Regions from separate parts of the Macaca mulatta genome. Here region 2 is linked to region 1. The links are chromatin contacts, called in public Hi-C maps. All regions are on one chromosome and are shown on one strand. Each heading gives the region's core, a stretch centred on a gene start, on an enhancer-like site or on the middle of the called end of the contact. The rest is flanking DNA. Distances are from core to core; before and after follow the strand shown.

What was found. Hi-C and Micro-C count contacts between places; a contact is called where the count stands out from the background.
Region 2: a contact with region 1 is called in a Hi-C map of fetal cortex germinal zone, with 1.9 times the contacts expected there. The contact joins the promoter of SESN2 here to the promoter of MED18 in region 1. A contact is called at or near these places in 2 of 14 Hi-C or Micro-C datasets (CD4 T cells and fetal cortex germinal zone).

What each region holds. Positions count from the first base shown.
Region 1 is chr1:212,600,741-212,607,937 of T2T-MMU8v2.0, reverse strand. It overlaps MED18 (mediator complex subunit 18), which reads left to right and starts at 3,103. Exons shown (of 4, transcript XR_013404864.1): 1 at 3,103-3,273; 2 at 4,684-4,822.
Region 2 is chr1:212,676,490-212,683,407 of T2T-MMU8v2.0, reverse strand. SESN2 (sestrin 2) reads left to right here and starts at 5,360. Exons shown (of 10, transcript NM_001261068.1): 1 at 5,360-5,454. The coding sequence starts at 5,365. It overlaps LOC144334749 (a long non-coding RNA gene), which reads right to left. Exons shown (of 2, transcript XR_013404942.1): 2 at 5,037-6,840.

The sequences.
Region 1 (7,197 bases), core at 1,854-4,353:
CCCAGCACTTTGGGAGGCCGAGGCGGGTGGAACACCTGAGGTTGGGAGTTCGAGACCTGCCTGACTAACATGGAGAAACTCCATCTCTACTAAAAATACAAAATTAGCTGGGCCTGGTGGTGCATGACTATAATTCCAGCTACTCGGGAGGCTGAGGCAGGAGAATCGCTTGAACCTGGGAGGCGGAGGTTTCAGTGAGTCAAGATCGCACCATGGCACTCCAGCATGGGCAACAAGAGCAAACCTCCGTCTCAAAAAAATAAAAATAAAACATAAAAGATAGCATATGACTCAAGTGACTGTTCCAATGAGAGCTATAAAAGAAAATAACAGCTAATAGTGGCCGGATGCTGTGGCTCACGCCTGTGATCCCAGCACTTTGGGAGGCTGAGGCAGGTGGATCACAAGGTCAGGAGTTTGAGACCAGCCTGACCAACATGGTGAAACCCCATCTCTACTACAAATACAAAAATTAGCCTGGTGTGGTGGCATGCACCTGTAATCCCAGCTACTTGGGAGGCTGAGGCAGGAGAATAGCTTGAAGCCAGGAGGCGGAGGTTGCCGTGAGCCAAGATCGCGCCACTGCACTCCAGCCTGGGCAACAGAGCGAGACTCCATCTAAAAAAAAAAAAAAAAAAAAAAAACAACGCTAATAGCTACTGCTTATTAATGCCTACAGACCAGGCACGATGGCTCACGCCTGTAATCCCAACACTTTAGGAGGCCAAGATGGGAGGATGGCTTGAGGCCAGGAGTTTGAGACCAGCGTGGGCAACACAGTGAGACCCCGTCTCTAAAAAAATAAATAAAATTAGATAAAAATAAAAGAAAATAAAAATATTAAGTGCTTACAATAAGCCAAGCACTACGCTAAACGCTTTATAACCATCTCATTTGATTTTGGCAAACTTCTTTGAAAGTACTATTATTTATCTCTATTTTACAAAACAAGGAAGCTGAGGCTCAGGGAGGGGAAGTGAATTACCCAAGGTTGCACAGCTGTGTAGTGGCAAAGTACAGGAGTGAGTCCCATCCTAAGCTCTAGGCATCATATCCTTATCAGAGAAACTCATCCCTATAATCCCCAGGCCTCCTTCAGGTATTATCATATTGTTTAGCCATTTTCTGTCTATCTCCCCTACCTTTTCAAAAAAATTTACCCTTCTTCAAAATACCAGCTAAAATCTGGGTAAACCCTATGGGGTCTCAAATGACCTGTAATTCACTGGACTTTCTATGCTGCAATTAGTGTCTGTATAGGAAAAGAGAGGCCAAAGAAGTTCACAGCCTCCTCTAATCATTACAGCACTTGAGAGCTGGTCACTCTGCCCAATCTTGTGCATCACCAGGTCGATCAGGAGGCACATGCTAAACCCTAGGGCATATGCAATTCTAATAACTGCCAGAGTGCTATGCAAGGCCCAGTCCTTGTCAATCTTCTTTTCCTATTTAGTACACTCTTTCAGGATGATCTCATTCAATGTCATGGCTTTTAGCTACCATCTATGAGGCTATGGTTTTGAAATCTCTATCTGTAGCCCATTTCTTTCCCCTGAACTTTGCCATTTGGGTGTCCCATAGACACCTGATGCTCAATGTGTCTACATATGAACTCATCTTTCCTGTCTCACCCACACTGCTCTGTGTTTTCTAGCTTAGAGAAAAAAAGTGCTGCAATAGCCACCCAAGGTAGAAATCTGGGCATTTGTGACTCCTTCATCTCTCTGCCTCTACCTCTGGTTAGTCATTAAAGAATTCTTTTACATATATATATATATATATATATATATATATATATATATATATATATTTTTTTTTTTAGGACAGAGTCTTGCTCTGTTGCCCAGGCTGGAGTGCAGTGGCACGATGTTGGCTCACTGCAACCTCCGCCTCCTGGGTTCAAGCGATTTTGGTGCCTCAGCCACCTGAGTAGCTGGGACTACAGGCGTGTTCCACCATGCCCGGCTAATTTCCTCTTTTACATTTTTAAAATCTTTTTCTGACAGTTGTTTCTCAGCCGGAGTTGTACTAAAGCGCCTAACTGGTCTTTTTTCTTTAATTTTTTTCCAGACAGGATCTCCCTCTGTTGCACAGGCTGGAGTGCAGTGGCACTACCTCAGCTCACCACAACCTCTGCCTCCTGGGCTCAAGCAATCCTCCCACCTCAGCCTCCCAAGTAGCTGGGACTGCAGGTACAAGCCACTACGTTCAGTTAATTTTTGTATTTTTTGTAGAGACAGGGTTTCACCATGTTGTTCAGGCTGGTCTTAATTCCTGAGCTCAAGCTATCTGCCCGCCTTGGCCTCCCAAAGTGCTGGGATTACAGGCCTGAGCCACCATGTCCCGCCTGGTCATTTTTCTCTAGGCTCTCTCCTTTCCCAAACTTTTCTCCATGTTGCAACCAGGGTTCTTTTAAAGCTCACACGTGTTCTTTTAGTCTGGCACTGCAGAGTACTCCTGGATCTGGACCTACTCCTTTTCCGGACTTTTAAATTTTTATTTATTATTTATTTATTTATTTATTTGAGACAGAGCCTCTCTCTGTATCCCAGGCTACAGTGCAGTGGGCGATCTCGGTTCGCTGCAACTTCTGCCTCCCACGTTCAAGCGATTCGCCCACCTCAGCTTCCCTAGTAACTGCGATTACAGGCGCGTGCCACCATGTCCGGCTAATTTTTGTATTTTTAATAGAGACGGGGTTTTACCATCTTGGCCAGGCTGGTCTCAAACTCGTGATCTCAAGTGATCCACCTGCCTCGGCCTCCCAAAGTGCTGGGGTTACAGGCGTGAGCCACCGCGCCCTCAGTTCATTTTTCTTTTTAAGCCCATTATAGTCTCTGTAAGTCCTATCAGTTCCAAGAGACTTTCTGCACAAATACATCTCCAGGTTGTCAAACCTAAAAATATTTTCCTAGAGGATGGCCTGTGACGTCAAGGCGCCAGGTAGACCCCGGAGGAAAGCTCCAAAGGAGGCCGCCATCTTTCTTACAGCAGCCCGGCATTTTGCGCATGCGCTTCTGATTGTCTGTCCGCAATGACGCTCTTCGGCCTTCTCGGCACCCATACGTTTGGGAACGGCAGTTTCGAGGTTTGTGAGACTTCGGCTTCCGACCGGAAGTGAGAAGAGCAGGAAGTTGGCTGGTTCCACCGGTCTGGGGGCTTCCCGGGCTCCGGTAACCGGAGGACTGGGATCTAATCGTCGCTCAAAGGCTCCTAGGTGCGCGGGTGCATATAATTCCCGACTTCTCGAGAAGACACTAGAGCCTCAAGGAGGTGTGCTTCTAGTGTTTAAGTGGACACGTGTTGTGGATGCTGGCTTAGAAGGACCTATATACCATCATTTTAAAATAACTTCCTCTTGGCTCTCTCTTTTTTTTTGAGACGGAGTTTCGCTCTTGTTGCACAGGCTGGAGTGCAACGGCGCGATCTGAGCTCACCACAACCTCGCCTTCCGGGTTCAAGCGATTCTGCTGCGTCAGCCTCCCGAGTAGCTGGGATTGCAGGCGCTCGCCACCAGGCCTAGCTAATTTTTTGTATTTTTAGTAGAGACGGAGTTTCTTAATGTTGGTCAGGCTGGTCTCGAACTCCCAACCTCCGGTTGATCCGCCGGCCTCGGCCTCCCAAAGTGCTGGGATTACAGGTGTGAGAAACCGCGCCTGGCCTTGGCTCTCTTTAAAAGGCATTTTTAGGCTAGCCGCAGTGACTCTCCCTCCTGTAGTCCCAGCTACTCGGGAGGCTGAGGTGGGAGGATCGCTTGAGCCCAGGAGTTCGAGGTTATAGTGAACTAGGAACTCCCCCACTGCACTCCATCCTGGGCTACAGAGCGAGATCCTGTCACCAAAAAAGAAAAGGGTATGGGGGAAAGGCATTTTCAGAGCGATGGAATGCCTAGATTCTAGTTTGGTCCCAACTCTGCTACCAAGTTGCTGTGTGTATCCTGTCCCTCTCTGAGTCTCAATGTCCTCATCTATAAAAATGAAGGTCCCTTAAGACACTTTTCAGTTCTTCTGAATTTTGTTGCCTCTTTATTATCTCGTTTGAGCCACATAACCTTGGGAGTTAAAAATCATTGGCCTTTGGCCGGGCGTGGTGGCTCACGCCTATAATGCCAGCACTTTGGGAGGCCGACTCACCTGAGGATCATCTGAGGCCAGGAGTTCAAGGCCAACCTGGCCAACATGACAAAACTCTGTCTCTACTAAAAATGTAAAAAAAAATTAGCCGGGTATGGTTGTGGGTGCCTGTAATCCCAGCTACTCGGGAAGCTGAGGCAGGAGAATCGCTTGAACCTGGGAGGCGGAGGCTGCAGTGAACAGAGATTGCACCATTGCACTCCAGCCTGAGCGACAAGAGTGAAACTCTGTCTCAAAAAAAAAAAAAAAAAATTGCTGGTCTCATTTTATGAGGAAGATACTGAGTCCCAGGGTGAGGGGTTATAGACAGGACTTTCTCAAGATTGCACAGGTAACTTGGAGGTTTCAGAACTTGAGACTAGAAGGCAATGCTGTAACTCCATGACCAGATCTCCTTTTTATATTTCTGTATCATCAGTTCCTGGAACTGGCCATGTAAGACACTGAAATGTTTTTAAATGAATGAATCTTTTGATTTGAAGGCCAGTGCCACAACAGATTTGGTCTCTCTCGACTACTCTGATGTATAAACAAGTGAACTCTTTTCCAGGTATATCCCGTGCCTTACCTGACTGGGGGCTCTGAGTCCAGTTGTGTTGTCTTCAACTTAGACACCATGGAGGCACCTCCAGTCACCATGATGCCTGTCACTGGGGGCACCATTAACATGATGGAGTACCTATTGCAGGGTAAGTGAACCAGGGAACTTGGATTACCTGTTTTCCTCTTCTCTGTTCAGCTTCCCTTAAGATGAGAGACAACACAAAAGCAGCCTGCACAGTTTCTGGCACCCAACTATGTTTTTAACTGTTACTTTAAATTACAGTTTTACATGCACTAAACATATTAAATCTGCCATCTTGGCTGGGTGCAGTGACTCACGCGTGTAATCCGAGCACTTTGGGAAGCCGAGGCGGGTGGATCACGAGGTCAGGAGATTGAGACCATCCTGGCTAACACGGTGAAACCCCGTCTCTACTAAAAATACAGAAAGAAATTAGTCCGGCGTGGTGGCGGGTGCCTGTAGTCCCAGCTACTTGGGAGGCTGAGGCAGGACAATGGTGCAAGCCTGGGAGGCGGAGATTGCAGTGAGCCGAGATCGCGACACTGCACTCCAGCCTGGGCGACAGAACGAGACTCTGTCTCAAAAAAAAAAAAAACCTTAACATATTTAAGTGTACTGTTCAGTATTGTTAAGTATATTAACATTGCTGAACAACAGATCTTTAGAACTTTGGTTTATTGTGAGTAGCTTGAAAAAATACTTAGTACAACTGTTTTTTTCTTTGAGACAGAGTCTCGATCGGTCACCCAGGCTGCAATGCAGTGGCATGATAACAGCTCATGCAACCTCCACTTCCCGGTTCAGTGGATTCTTGTATTTCAGCCCCCCGAATAGCTGGGATTGCAGGCGTGCATCACCATGCCCGGCTAGTTTTTGTATTTTTAGTAGAGAGTTGCAGTTTCATTATGTTGGCCAAACTGATCTTGAACTCTTGCCTTCAAGTGATACACTTGCCTTGGCCTCCCAAAGTGCTAGGATTACAGGGATGAGCCGCCACGCCCAGCCTAAAATGCTTGTTTATCATCCTATAAAACTGCAACTCTTTACCCCTTAAACACTAATTCCCACTCCCCTCTATGCCAAACCCTCAGCAGCTATCTTTCTAGGTCCTGTTTCTCTGATTTTTTTTTTTTTTAAGATGGATTCTCACTCTGTTGCCCAGGATGGAGCACAGTGGTGCAATCTCAGCTTACTGCAGCCTCCACCTCCCAGGTTCAAGCAATTCTCCTGCCTCAGCCTCCTAAGTAGCGGGGTTACAGGCGTGAACCACCATGGCTAGCTAATGTTTGTATTTTTAGTAGAGACGGGGTTTCTCCACGTTGGCCAGGCTGGTCTTGAACTCCTGACCTCAGGTGATCCACCTGCCTTGGTCTCCCAAAGTGCTGGGATTACAGGCGTGAGCCACTGCGCCAGGCCAGATTTTGTCAACAAGTATCTGAATATGTTCCAAACATTTGAGCCATAGCCATGGAGGGAGAAAGATGACTAAAAAATAATGTATGTCAAGCCAGCTATTACAGGCTTATGACTGTAATTCCAGTCGTTTGGGAGGCTAAGGCTGCAGTATTGCTTGAGTTCAGGAATTCAGGATCAGTCTGGACAACATAGCAAGAACTCACCTCTACTAAAAATAAAGAAAACTTAGCTGGGCATGGTGGTATGTACCTGTAGTCCGAACTACTTGGGAGGCTGAGGTGGGAGGATCACTTGAACCCCCAAGATGGGGGCTGCAAAGAGTTATAATCTCGCCACTGCTCTATAGCCTGGAGACAGAGTGAGACCCTATCTAAACAACAACAACAACAACAACAAATCTATGCCATAAAAATAAAGCAGGAAAGTGGCTAGAGATTGGTAGGACACATACTATTTTATTAGGGTGATCAGAAAAGGCCCTGATGATAAAGTCACTTGAGCAGACCTGATAAAAGTGATAGAGTAGACATGCAGATCGGAAGAACATCCTAAGCATAGAGAATAGGGGAAGGGGTCTGGCAGGAAGGTCACTCCTGAAGATAATGATCAAGGGGAAGAATAGAAGGAGATGTTGTTTGGCAGGTAGCAGAGACCATAATATGTAGGGCTTTGTCAACAATGGTAAAGACGTTGGCTTTTATTCTGAGTGACACAGGAAGCCACTGGAGTGTTCTGAGTAGAGAAGTGTTAGACGTTGGCTTTTATTCTGAGTGACACAGGAAGCCACTGGAGTGTTCTGAGTAGAGGAGTGTTATTATCTGCCCAATAATATAATAGATCATTTGGCTTTTGTGTGGAGAAGAGAGGAAGAAGGCAAAGGTAGAAACAGGCTATTTGCAAAGACCAGGCAAGAAATGAGGGTGACTTCATTTGAAGGGACTATAGGTTGAAGTGACCAGAGGAGCGAGAAGTGATTGCATTCTGCATTTGTTTCAAAAATACGGATTAAATGGAGGGTGTGGGAGAAAGAAAGAAGTGAAAGATGATTTTCCGGTTTTTGGCCCGGGTAACCAACTAGAAGCA
Region 2 (6,918 bases), core at 4,111-6,610, 73 kb before region 1:
GCAAGAGAACAGCCTGGCCAACATAGCAAAACCCCGTCTGTACTAAAAATATAAAAATTAGCCAGGCATGGTGGCACATCTCTGTAATCCTAGCTACTTGGGAGGCTGAGGCAGGAGAAACACTTGAACCTGGGAGGCAGGGGTTGCAGTGAGCTGAGATCTCACTACTGCACTCCAGCCTGGGCATCAGAGCAAGACTCTGTCTCCAAAAAGAAATAACAAGAGAAGTAGAATTAGAAATAAAGCCTGAAGATATGACTGAATTGTTGCAATCTCAGGATAAAACTCAAATGGATGAGGAGTTGCTTCTTCTTTTTATTCTTTTTTTTTCCTTTATTCTTTTGTTTTGTTTTGTTTTTTTATTTGACATGGAGTTTCGCTCTCGTTGCCCAGGCTGGAGTGCAGTGGTACAATCTCAGCTCACTTCAACATCCACCTCTCAGATTCAAGTGATTCTCCTGCCTCAGCCTCCCGAGTAGCTGGGATTACAGGCACCCACCACCATGCCCGACTAATTTTTTGTATTTTAGGTAGAAATGGGGGTTCACCATCTTCGCCAGGCTGGTCTTGAACTCCTGTCCTCATGATCTACCTGCCTCAGCCTCCCAAAGAGCTGGGATTACAGGCGTGAGCCACCGCACCTGGCCAATTTTTGTATTTTTAGTAGAGACGGGGTTTCCCCATGTTGGCCAGGCTGGTTTTTTCTTTTTTTGTTTCTTTGAGGAGTTGCTTCTTATGGCTGAGCAAAGAAAGTGGTTTCTTGAGATGGAGTCTACTCCTGTGAAGACACTCTGATCATTGTTGAAATGACAACAAAGGATTTAGAATATTACATAAGCTTAGTTGATAAAGCAGCAGCAGGGTTTGAGAAGATTGGCTCCAATTTTGAAAGAAGTTCTGCTGTAGGTAATATGTTACCAAACAGCATCACATGCTACAGAGAAATCTTTCATGCAAGGAAAAGTGGATCCTTGTGGCCAACTTTATTGTTGTCTTATATTAAGAAATTGCCATAGCCAGCTGGGAACGGTGGCTCACGCCTGTAATCCCAGCACTTTGGGAGGCCAAGGCTGGTGGGTCACCTGAGGTCAGGAGTTGGAGACCAGCCTAACAAACATAGAGAAACCCCATCTCTATTAAAAATACAAAATTAGCCGGGCATGGTGGTGCGTGCCTGTAATCCCAGCTACTTGGGAGGCGGAGGCAGGAGAATCGCTTGAACCTAGAAGACGGAGGTTGCGGTGAGCTGAGATCACGCCATTGCACTCCAGCCTGGGCAACAAGAGCGAAACTTCGTCTCACAGAAAACAAAAAACAAACAAACAAAAATGCTCTAACACAGCCTTGTGCAGTCAAAAGAAGATACTGTGTGACGCTGATAAGCAATTTTTGTTTTTATTTTTATTGTTATTTTTATTTTTATTTTTATTTTTTTGATGCAATGGTGCAATCTGCAACCTCCATCTCCCAGGTTCAAGCTATTCCCTTGCCTCAGCCTGTCTAGTAGCTGGGATTACAGGTGCTCGCACCACACCCAGCTAATTTTTGTGTTTTTAGTAGAGATGGGATTTCACCATGTTGGCCAACCTCCCAAGTAGATGGGATTATAGGCACATGCCACCACACCCTGCTGATTTTTGTAGTTTTTATGACTACAGGATTTCTCCATGTTGACCAGGCTGGTCTTGAACTCTTGGGCTCAAGGAATCCTCCCTTTTGGCCTCCCCAAATGCTGGGATTACAGATGTTAGCCACTATGCCTGGCCAATTTTACCTTTCTGAGCTCAAGTTTCCTCAGTTTGCACACGTGGTCAATAAGAGATTTTATCATCAGTTGGAGGGAAGTGGTGAGATATATACACATGATATCAAGCATACACCAAGTTTGGAGATCAGTGGTAGAAAGAGATAAAAAGAATGTGTTGAAGGTGTTGAGGACTGGGTGAGATTACTTTCAGCTGAACTTTCTGGAGGCTGTGTCATTTAAAGTCTTGCTTCAGGCCACAAACAGGAATAAAGGCATTGAATGATGGCTACTATTTCAATGGGTAGAGATTTGCAAGGAAGAGTTCTGAAAGAAAGACTTTAAGGCCAAACAAGAAACATGGATGTTGCAGGTGATAAGAATGGGAGGGTGAATTAAGGTGCATCTTGGCAAACCTTGAATGTTAAGATAGGAGTTTGATCTTTTCGTTTGTTTGTTTTTTGAGACAGAGTTTCGCTCTGACACCCAGGCTGTAGTGCAGTAGCACAATCTCAGCTCACTGCAACCTCTGCCTCCCAGGTTCAAGTGATTCTCCTGCCCCAGCTTCTCGAGTAGCTGGGACTACAGGTGTGCACCACCATGCTTAGCTAATTTTTGTATTTTTAGTAGAGATAGGGTTTCACCATGTTGGCCCGGATGATCTTGAACTCCTGACCTCAGGTGATCCGCCTGCCTTGGCCTCCCAAAGTGCTAGGATTACAGGCATGAGCCACCATGCCCGCCGAAGGAGTTTGATCTTAATTCTGTAGCTGATGAAATACCAGTAAAGCCTATTGATCTGGACTTTGACATTACATAGTAAATTTTTCAAATGAAAACTGAAGCTGACACAGGGTAGTTTAGAGGGTAAGTTAATGCAAAGGAAGATTCGGTGACCAAAGGCATATGATTGACAGGACATTTTGCTAGGTGACATAGGGCAGGAGATGGATGTCAAGATGTAGACCCTGCGGGCTCACACCTGTAATGTCAGCACTTTGGGAGGCCGAGGCGGGCAGAACACGAGGTCAGGAGTTTGAGAGCAGCCTGACCAACATGTTGAAACCCCGTCTCTACTAAAAATACAAAAATTAGCCGGGCATGGTGGCACTTGCCTGTAATCCCAGCTACTCGGGAGGCTGAGGCAGGAGAATTGCTTGAATCCAGGAGGCAGAGGTTGCAGTGAGCCAAGATTGGGCCACTGCACTCCAGCCTGGGCGACAGAGTGAGACTCTGTTTCAAAAAAAAAAACAAAAGATGTACACTCTGCCCTCAAGGAGTTTATTTTTTTTTTTTTTTTTTTTTTTTTTTTTTTTTTTTGAGACAGAGTCTCGCTATGTCGCCCAGGGTGGAGTGCAGTGGCCGGATCTCAGCTCACTGCAAGCTCCGCCTCCCGGGTTTTTACGCCATTCTCCTGCCTCAGCCTCCCGAGTAGCCGGGACTACAGGCGCCCACCACCTCGCCCGGCTAGTTTTTTGTATTTTTTAGTAGAGACGGGGTTTCACCGTGTTAGCCAGGATGGTCTCGAACTCCTGACCTCGTGATCCGCCCGTCTCGGCCTCCCAAAGTGCTGGGATTACAGGCTTGAGCCACCGCGCCCGGCAGGAGTTTATAATTAAAAAGATCAGATAAGCCAGACTCAGTAGTGCACACCTGTAACCCCAGTGACTGATTTGGGGGGCTCAGGAGGGAATATCGCTTGAGCCCAGGAATTCGAAGCTGCAGTGTTCTAAGATCATGCCAGTGTACTCCAGTTTGGGTGACAGAGCTACACCCCATCTCTAAAAAACAATACTAATAAAAAGAAAAAAGGGTCAGATAAAACATGTACATAGAAAATTACAATACAAGGTAGAATGTGGCCGGGCATGGTAGCTCATGCCTATAATCCTAGCACTCTAGGAGGCTGAGGTGAGAGAATCGCTTGAGCTCAGGAGTTTGAGACCAGCCTGGGCAACATATTGAGACATATGTCTCTATTTACCAAAAAAAAAAAAAAAAAAAAAAAAAAAAAAAAAAACAAAAAAACAAAAAAACAAAAAAAAAAAAACTAGGTAGAATGTGATACATGTTAAAAGAGATCCAGCTCAAGTGCCTTGGGAGCTCAGGGGAAGGTGAGATGAATCTCCTTTCCCCAAGAAGCTGGAGGCAGGAGACGGAGTCTCACTCTGTTGCCCAGGCTGGAGTGCAATGGCCCGATCTTGATTTCGTCTTTGGAATTGTAAGGCTAGACTTAGAAGTCTCAGAGGGAGACTTGGGGGTCTTATCCACCCTCACCCCTGACAGGATTCCCTGTCTAGAATAAACAATAACTTTAAAATGGAAACAAGAAAAAAGGAGGTCCGAAGGAAAACTGTGACAGAAGAGGCTCCGTTTGAAATGAATAGAAAATGAATTTAGCTTGGAGGTGCTGAGGTATTGGTAGAGGCAACTTTCTGGCAAGAGACGAGTTGAAGGCCAGGAAGTGGATGAGATCAGGGAGAGTGTCTGGAGGGAAGAGGGATAAAAACAGAAACTGGGGAAGCACCCACGTTTTAGGGAGTGGGTAGCGAAAGAGGAGTCAGAGAAGGAGTGGCCAGAGGGAGAGGTGAGCAAAGATCCAGCAGAACACCTTGTTACAAAGTTTCGAGGAGGGTGGCAGGGGTGGAAGCCAGGACTGGTAGCAGAAGGAAGAAAACTTTCAGCAATAGGGATTGAGGTTCGACACAAAGTTACCAATGACATTTCAAGGCATGAAGGCTTTTCCTGAGGCTCCACAAATACGGTGAATCCCCTGTGTCTGGCATCTTTGGAGCTTCCCCGAGACTAGGGGGAGCAGGGTTGTGCCCTCTGACCTCTAAACATCTGGGGTTCAGTTCTATAATTAGCAGCACCGGATAGGACGGGAGCCAAACCTCTCCTAACCCAAACCAGTCCCTCCAGGAACTGAAAAGATGAAGAATTGATTTAGGAGATTTCACACTCGCCTGTTTGGCCTAGCCCAGTGAAGTCCCTTTTCATCACGCAACCCTAATGACTCTTCTGGCTGTCACTACTGTCTGGTATTGCCAGCGATCTGACTAAACCGTCTTGCAAAAGTTTGCAACATTCGCCCGAGGCGGACTACAACTCCCACAATTCCGGGCTCTTCCCGGTGCTGATTGGCGGAGCCACCGACTCCAGGGGGCGGAGCTTCCCCCACCTCCCCGAGGGAACAGACCTCTGATTGGCTGGACCGCAGGGCTTTTGTGTCCCCGCCCTCCCCCGGGGACCGCAGCGGGCTGAGCCGCTGGTGTCAGAGCCCGGCGAGCGCTGGCAGTTCCGCGGCGGGGATGCTGAGGAGCGGTGGGTCCGCGAGCAACCTTGGCCCCTGCGGACTTCCGAGGCCGTGAAAACCCCTGCGCTGCGGCCCTTCCCCGGCCCCCGAGGCCGTTCGCCGTTCCCAAAGCCCGACTCGGGGAAGAGTCCAGCACCGCAGCGGCGGTTCTCGGATTCCGGAGCATTCTGGAGCCCCGAGAGACGCCCGGGGGTTCTAGAAGCTCCCCGGCGGCGACCAGTCCCGGCTTCCTTCGGGCGTCCGTCCGAAACCCGCTCGGGTGCACGGGTCGTCGGCGAGCCGCGACCGGGTCCTGGCGCGCACCATGATCGTGGCGGACTCTGAGTGCCGCGCGGAGCTCAAGGACTACCTGCGGTTCGCCCCGGGCGGCGTCGGCGACTCGGGCCCCGGAGAGGTAAGCGGCGGCCGCGCGACGCCCCTCTTCCCCGAAACCCCGAGCCGCGACTGAGCCGCAGGCTGTCCGGAGCTGAGTCGGTGTGTCCCGGGCTCGGGGAGGGAAAACCGAGCGCGTAACCCGGGACCCCGGTTGCATCAACTGGCAGCCGCGGCCCTCGACACCCCTCCCCCCTCCCCCGCCCCCTCCCTCTCCCTCTCCCTCTCCCCTTCCCTCTCGCCCTCCCTCCTCCCCCCCGGGGCCGCGGATCCTTCCTCGTCTCCCTCGGACTCCTGGCCAATGAGGGAGAAGCCTTCTGGAGGCTCTCCGGGCTTTGGGCTCCTGAACGTCTTCAAGTCCAGGCAAATCCCGGCCGGAGCGGCCCGACCACTCCTCCTCCCCGCCCCCTTCCGCGGAGTCCCTTCCTCTTCGCGGGGGCCGGCGGGCAGAGGACCCTTCCTGGGGTGCGTCTCGGCTCCTGTCCCCCAGTGCGGGGCGTAGGCACCTGGGACTGGCCAGCGAAAGTCGACCTCATCCCCTGTCCCCAGCACTCCTGCTTTGGAGGGAGAGCGCAGGGGCTCTGGGGGCTTGGCTGACCGCCCGGTACGCGGCGGCGGCAGCCAAAGCTCGGGAGAGAGGGGACAACCCCCTTCGCGGCTTCCGAAGCCAAGCGCGGGTTAGGCTGCGCCCTGCTAAGTAAGTCGTCTGAGGGCCCAGAAGTTTGTTTTCCAGAAATTCCTCCCCCGCCCTCCCTTCGCGCCGTTCCCCCCCGCCCCCCCGCCTTCGCACCCGGGCATAGCCCGCAGGGGCTTTGCAGGGAGGCCGGGAATTAGGCTGGACCTAACCAGACTGACAATTCGCACTCCTCCACCACCAGCAGCAGCGATAATGGACATCTTATCATTTATTATGCACCTACTAGATACTAGGCTCTGAGTTTTTTTCGCCTTTAATCTAAGTCTTCAGGACTAAACCAGCAAAATACAAGCTAGGCTATAGCCCCATTTTACAGGAAGAGCTTTGAGGCCCACGATGGGCTCAGAGGCTTTCTTCACCAACCCCAGTGGATAGCTTGTTCTTTGGCCTTATGATTTCGGAGATTGCATGGCACTGTGAGCTTCTAGTTGCTTTAGTTTACAGGCCTAGAGTGTGGTGGAGGTTGTATTCTGGACCTGGGATTTGGTGGAGTGCTGTGTGACCCCAGGAAAATCCCTGCTGTTCTCTGAGTAAAGTGGTTTCTGGGGATCCTACCTCCGTCAGTACATGGTTTGTGCCCTGGTTTTTGTTAGCTTGCTTACCCTTCCCTGCCATGATTTAGGAGCGCCATGTGGAGGAATGGCTCTTCTGCAGCTTCTCAGCGGTGTGACGACTTTGGAAAGATGGAAATGATGTTACTATTGAGAACACCTGGACAGTAGAGAGCAAGCGGGCTGGGTTCGTGTCCCAGCCCTCCTGCTAACTTGCTGTGTGTGGCTTAGCCAGTAA